Linked DNA regions of Danio rerio: region 2 is linked to region 1. Evidence: chromatin contacts called from public HiChIP or PLAC-seq data. All regions are on one chromosome and are shown on one strand. The core of a region is the stretch at or near the end of the contact, and the rest is flanking DNA. Distances in the headings are between cores, read along the strand shown.

Evidence for each region. HiChIP or PLAC-seq counts read pairs in DNA pulled down with a chosen protein or histone mark.
Region 2: an H3K4me3 HiChIP or PLAC-seq map of embryo shows a contact between it and region 1, with 2.7 times the contacts expected there. The contact joins the promoter of ell2 here to the promoter of cast in region 1.

The regions. Positions count from the first base shown.
Region 1 is chr21:13,023,852-13,027,028 of GRCz12tu, reverse strand. cast (calpastatin) reads left to right here and starts at 1,820. Exons shown (of 30, transcript NM_001130591.2): 1 at 1,820-1,889; 2 at 2,495-2,551. The coding sequence starts at 1,860. All of the region lies in intron 5 of gtf3c5 (general transcription factor IIIC, polypeptide 5), which reads right to left.
Region 2 is chr21:13,118,042-13,121,411 of GRCz12tu, reverse strand. ell2 (elongation factor for RNA polymerase II 2) reads right to left here and starts at 1,477. Exons shown (of 12, transcript NM_001083812.2): 1 at 1,289-1,477. The coding sequence starts at 1,420. The region is part of intron 5 of gtf3c5 (general transcription factor IIIC, polypeptide 5); the gene reads right to left. All of the region lies in intron 2 of LOC141379995 (a long non-coding RNA gene), which reads left to right.

The DNA.
Region 1 (3,177 bases), core at 571-3,070:
TATAACCACATTCACTATTGGGAGGTGGTATAATCACTATTGTAGGAGAATTTCTTTCAAAATCCAAAGTAAAGTAATCCAACATGTCTGCCTGAAAGCTCCGCCCCTTCCGCTACCTGAGCAAAGCAGCGATCCATAAGTACGTAAAGTGTCCACCCTTCATTTTAACAGCTGAATAAGTGCATCATCCGGGTAATTAAAGTGCACTTATTCTTTTGAGAGTTTTCAGTGTGAAAGCACTACTTACACTGGCTGTTTCTCAATTCCAAGAACGCAGAGAATGGTCTTGCATTCTTGAAGAGATCGGTCTTGAAAGGTGTCCTCGGAAGAACGAACTCCGGAGACCGCAAGAACAGAGAACGCGTCCTGTGAGAAATGAGATGCTGCGTTGTTCCTGATAGTCACATGACCTTCAAGTGTTTTTAATGGAAAATTATTTAAACATTACAGCATTCATACAGGGATTTATTGTTTTTCCCCTTTTTAAAATATATACTATGCATAAAAACATTATAAATATACGTTGCACAATACAAATAAAATAGATTTTAATACGAATTTCAGCAAATAAACACCCTTAATGTGTTTATTCCTTTATTAAGATGTCCATGGTAATGTTTATATTCACCATCTCATTTAGGGAAACTCCTGAGGTAAATAAGTCATGTCTCTGAACTTTTATTATAAATCTATTTAAAATGCTGCACTTCCCACCTCCAGTCACAATGACTTCTGGGACTTCTAGAGCGAGATCGGTGCCAAGTCTGCATCGGTGTGTCCTCAATATCAAGAACACATCCGGGAAGTTTAACGCATACTCTGTTCTTGCGGTCTAGAGTATTGGAACTGAACTTTGGCAGCTGATGATGACAATACACGAGGATGCAAGACTGAATGCATATTAAGAAACAGCCACTATTTACACTACAAAATGGCGTAAAATAGTGCATGAGTATGCAATTTGAGACACTCCTCTGTTTTCGTATGAGTCGTTCTTTTTAGTTAACGTTACCTCACATATGAATCACTCGAAGCAGTTATTGAATTCATTTGACTCGCCTATGAACACTTTTACCAATATCTTCATATCCATAGTAATTTATAAACTTTGAGTTTGATTTTTCCTTTTCCTTCGGAATTTTCCGTTTTTTTCTTTTTTAGTTGCTCAACCAATTTCCGGTTTCTGTAAAACATGTCATCACTTCCCGCCAAATTACGTGTTTTTTAAACGCTATTTTACTACGGAAGCCTTCAACCGACTACCAGGATGAGCGTCACGTGCAGATAGTTATCAAAAGGTAGGATTTATGTACACAAACCTATGGCATTACGAGCAAAATAATGTGTTTTGTTTTAGGCCTATCTGTTTGGTTAAATGTTTTGTACTATAGCAGTGCGCAGGTTCAAAGGCTTTTTGAAGCAAAACTCTCACATTATGCTCTTTTAGCATATGCCACTACAAAGAAGCCTTATCTTTGTATTTGCGTTTCAATTAAAGTAGCCTACCTGGTTTAGAAACATAGAAAACACACCTAAATAACCAGAGTTGCGCAATCACTACTAAAGAATGCTTGTGTTGTAAGTCCTGACTGTAATTGCGCCTCTGCATATTTTTTTAAATGCGCAATGCAAATTGAGCTTCGCTTCACATTGCTATGCAATGCAAAAGAGCACACTTGCAAGATAAACCGCCCGATCGTATATTTACTGTAATTATCGGTGCAGTCCTGGTACCCATGCACACTCGCGGGAGTGGCTTTATCTGAGAAAAAAGACAGCAGCATACCTCAGTTGAATGAAAGAAGCTGGCGAGCTCGAGTCGAGGGGGACTTAAGCAAACTTTCTATCCTTCACGCACCATGGCGTACGCAATGTATTGGGCGCGCAACGTAAGTAGATCCTCCACATGTTTTTGAGCTGCACAACTTGTTTAACTTTCGATATAAAGGAGGAGTAGTGGATAAAGCAGGGTCTTGACAAATGTAAACACTTCATGATTAGTTTGGTCTTTGTACATTCTTAGTGATAAAATAATAAGAGTAAAATAAAAACAATATTAGATGTTGGGCGTTGTCTGATTCAGTGTAATGAATGAGGTTTTATTGCGTTTGTTTGGAGTACAAAAGTGTGTTTTGGTTTGCAATTGTAGAAAAAAAAGCTAAGAGAATTTAAAGAATGCAATGACTTGTAGGCTAAAAAAAACTGAGTTGGATCATAAAAAAACTACACAAAATAAAAGTCACCCTAATATATTTTTTTATATACATTCTAAACATTCTGGACAATCTAAGATTTAAGTTAAATGAAGTAGATAAATGAACTAGAATATTCGCTCAAGGGTGTTCAGTTATGATTTAGAGCAGACACAATATAGTATTTAGATTTACTGTAATGTTTAGTCATAATTCTTGGTGTAGTGGTGACATGTCAGACCCTTGGGTTATTGTAAATTTTGTCAGGGTGTTTAATCTTTTCTCTCTCTTTGTCTTTCTAGAATGGAGACACTTCATTTCAAAAACAAGAATACGCTCCACAGACATCAAGGTTCATGGTAAGTGATTTTTATTTTAAATGGGTTTTTTTTGAGTAATTGAATTCAGATTGCTGACATAAGCTCCCTTTATTCTTGATATTTGAATTAAATTTGGAAGTATGGAAAGTAAATTTTAGTTTTTAAAAAAAATGGAAAGAACTGGGTTGAAATGACCCATGAGTTTAACGTTTACAAAGTTAATGTTATTAAATAAAAGCATCGGGTAGACTTAAATAACTAGGGGGAAAATCACTGATTTGTTTTAAATAATTTCATACAGGAAATTTCATTCAGGAGCAGACAATACCTCCTGTTATTCTTGAAAATTCAAATAAAATGTATTAAAATAAGATTTCTAATGCTGTCTAGGTAAAAAAAGTTAATTTCTGTTTTTAAAAAATGGAAAGAACTGAGTTGAAACTGCTCATTGTGAGTGTAACTTTACAAAATTAAAGTAATTAAATAATAAAAAACATCAGTTAGTCTTAAATGACAAGTGGAAAATGACTATGGAGATCCAAATTTATTTTTGTAATGACCCTCTTTAAGAAATCTGCTCAATTAATTCCATCAGAAATATATTTTCCATTAAAAATGAAAAGCACTTTCGCCTCACAGCAAGAAGGTCGTTGATTTGAGTCCGG
Region 2 (3,370 bases), core at 228-2,727, 95 kb before region 1:
TGAGCAGCGTAGAGCTTTAAAAAAATCCAGACAATGCAGCTCTTCATTGAAGCTGCCTGATTTCTCCTAGTAAGCCAATAGAAACTCTTTCAGGCTTTTGAAATGATAGAAATGTCCAGAAGGTCTTTTCTGTTTTATCAATTTCCTCTTCTTTTTCATATATTCATAACACTTTTACAAATATGACTCACAAATTGTACCACCGATGGCTTGAATGACCTGAATAGAAATGATCACACACGTCCACTGTGGTCAAAAAGTTTATCAAAACTACATGAAGATGGAGGATGATTAGTGCACTATTAAAACTGTGTAAGAAAAAGTAATGGGTAATTCCCCCACTTACTCACAGAGCATACATCAGAATAAAAAAATCTCCTTTTTGCACAATAATAAAATCCTTCAACTTTATTTTAAGATCACTATAGATGCTTAGCACATGATAAAAGGCGATTATGACATAAAACTTTAGTTTATCTTAATAAAGCACATTAAACTCCTCAGGTGTGAGTCCTCTAAGCTAACTAGCTAACAGAGTAACCATATTTAGCCGTTAATTAGACAAACTAACACGTTTTTTGATATTTTGCTAATCTAAAACATGTTTATTTGGATAAAGAGTGATGAAAATACAACAAAAGACAAACATATCGCCACACTTATGAACTTAACCACTGTTGGAGGTCTGCCAGCTAGTAACATTAGCCATGCTATCAGCTAGCTCAGCAAACTTTAATTTTCGTGTATCCGGAAGACTTTTTCTTACGTTACACGGAAAATTGTGTTTAATGAGTCTGTCAGCTAACTGAAATGATTAAAATGTCGAAATGACAGGAAGCACAGTCGACGATATTCGTCTGTAGAGAAAGTTTTCTCTAATCATTAGCATTGTAGCGGATCGTCGAAGATAAAACAGTAAAACAGAAAAATAACAAAATAATTTCGCTTTAGCCCGGCTAATAAAAGCTCTTGCGATCCCTCGGGTTTTTAAAATGTTAAAAATTAAACATGCGTGTCTATTAGGGTTAAAATTACAGGGAGAGAATTCATAGCAAGTAATGGTGTGTTGGCATAATGTTCTAACCATACTGTCCAGTTTTCTTTATATAAAAAAACAACTTTCTATCAATTCCAGTAGGACATTAACCAACTGAGAACCTTTATCAAGTTTTTAAGAGAATTTGCATTATCTGAAGAGCAATAAATCATTATTCGACCTTTTTTTTTGGCCGAGCAAGCTGTCGCTTTTCCTATCTCTCTATAAAACTGTAAGTTTCCCATCACTCACCTTACAGTTTTGGTAGCTTTCTAGCGCTTTAAAGGCTGATTCTGTCAATTTGACATGTAAAACTGATATTTTGTCGCTCTTGCGGCCACAATTGAGTCCATATGTGCCATCCTCGCAGAGAGCTGCCATCATCTTCACCAGCCCTCCACCATAGTCCCTCTGACATACGTGCAAACTCTCTCTCTCTCTCTAATGCGGACAGAGGGAGGGACTGAACACAAATAAGTCCTTTCTGCTACTGGTAGAAAGTTAGGAGACTAGCCGGGTCTTTTTCTCTCTGTAATACTATTGTAGCCTAGGTTCAAATGTTTGGCTTTAGATTTTATAGTGTGTTGCGTTGATCTAAACGAAAGAAATAAGTTTTTAAAAGTTTCAATTATTGATAGATATATTGATCAATTTGTTGATATGGGTTTTAATTAATTGATTATGGTTCAATAATCATGACCATCTGTTTATTGGTTTACTGTGTCAGTTTCACTTGAAGATTAGTTTCTTCTATTGGAAGTTATTTAGAAAAATGTTGAAAACTAGTAACCGTTGACTTCCTTAGCATTTGTTTTTACTGTAGAAGTACGTTTTAAACAGTTTGTAAAATTATTCAGAATATTTACTTTTGTGTTCAGCAGAAATAAAATAAAAAAACTCATACAGGTTTGGAACTACATTAGGGTGAGTAAATGATGAGTAAATGATGAGAACATTTTCATTTTTAGGTGAACTGTCCCTTTACTTAGCTAATAAAAACAGCTTAAACCAGCGTAAGCTGGTTGACTGGTTTCAGTTGGTTGGCCAGCCTGGTTTTAAAGGGGTTTTGGTCATTTCCAGTCTGGTCTGGACCAACTAAAACCATCTTGACCAGCCTGGTTTAAGCTGGACATTTCTGACTTGGTTGCCAGCCTGGCTAAGCTGGTCAAGCTGGTTTTAGCTGACCAGACTGGAAATGGCTGGAAATCAGCCTGGAATTGTCCAAACCCCTCTAAACGCAGACTGGGACTAAACGCAGACCAGCTAAAACCAGCTAACCAGCCTAGACTAGTTTGGCTCTGCAGTGAGTACCACATGGTTTTTTAGCAGGATAAGTATTGTATATTTACTTATGCTTGCATCAAAAATGTTATTAATATTACAAAAGTTGCTTTGGCCTCTAATTGAGATAGGATAAGTTTAAGTTGAAATAATAAAATTACTAAAAATATATAATATTAAAACACACAAGTAAAATGAGTAAATTGACATTTTTAGGTGAATTATCTCTTTTAGAATTGTATATTTGTTTACAATTGCATCAAAAAAAATTTAAAATATAACAAATGTTTCCTTGGCTACTAATTGAGATTTAATAAGTTTAACTTGAAATTCTACATTTAAAAAATAGGGTAATTAGTGCAAAACATGTTTACCACTAAGCAAAATATATTTAAAAAGACACAAACTTCATGAAAGTAAAATTAATCAATTTATTTTCCTTCGGGCTTGTCCCATATAATCTGGAGTAACAGCAGCGGAATGAACCGCCATATTATCCAGGATATATTTTACACAGCAGATGCCCTTCCAGCTGCAACCCAGCACTGGGAAACACCCAAACACTCTCACATTTACACACATGCATTACAGCCAATTTCGTTTATTTAATTCACATAGTGCATGTCTGTGGGCTGTGGGGGAAAGCGGAGCACAGTATAGATTCTGAAATAAATAAGTGTTCACTTAACACTTTTGCATTTAAGTTGCAGTGTGTAGTTTATATTATACTTTACTTCAGCAGTATCTGAATTACACCGTTTATTAAACAAACTATTATTCTTGTAATTTACTCTGGCTGCTATTCCTGCTTTGTCTCCTGTGCCCTTCCTGTAATTCAAAGGATTATTAAACAAATTGTGTTAATTACTTGCGTCCAGCTTTACCTTGCTCAAAAGGAGTGTTTTCTTCACCATTGCTAAAACTTGATTTGCCAGCTGTCATTACCCCTCCCAGTCTTCACCTTGGTATACACTAGCATAGAGATGTCAGACAAGTGGTTGGATCCAGCCTGCACATGTATTACTGTACATGTCTCAGTGTTTGTACACAGTG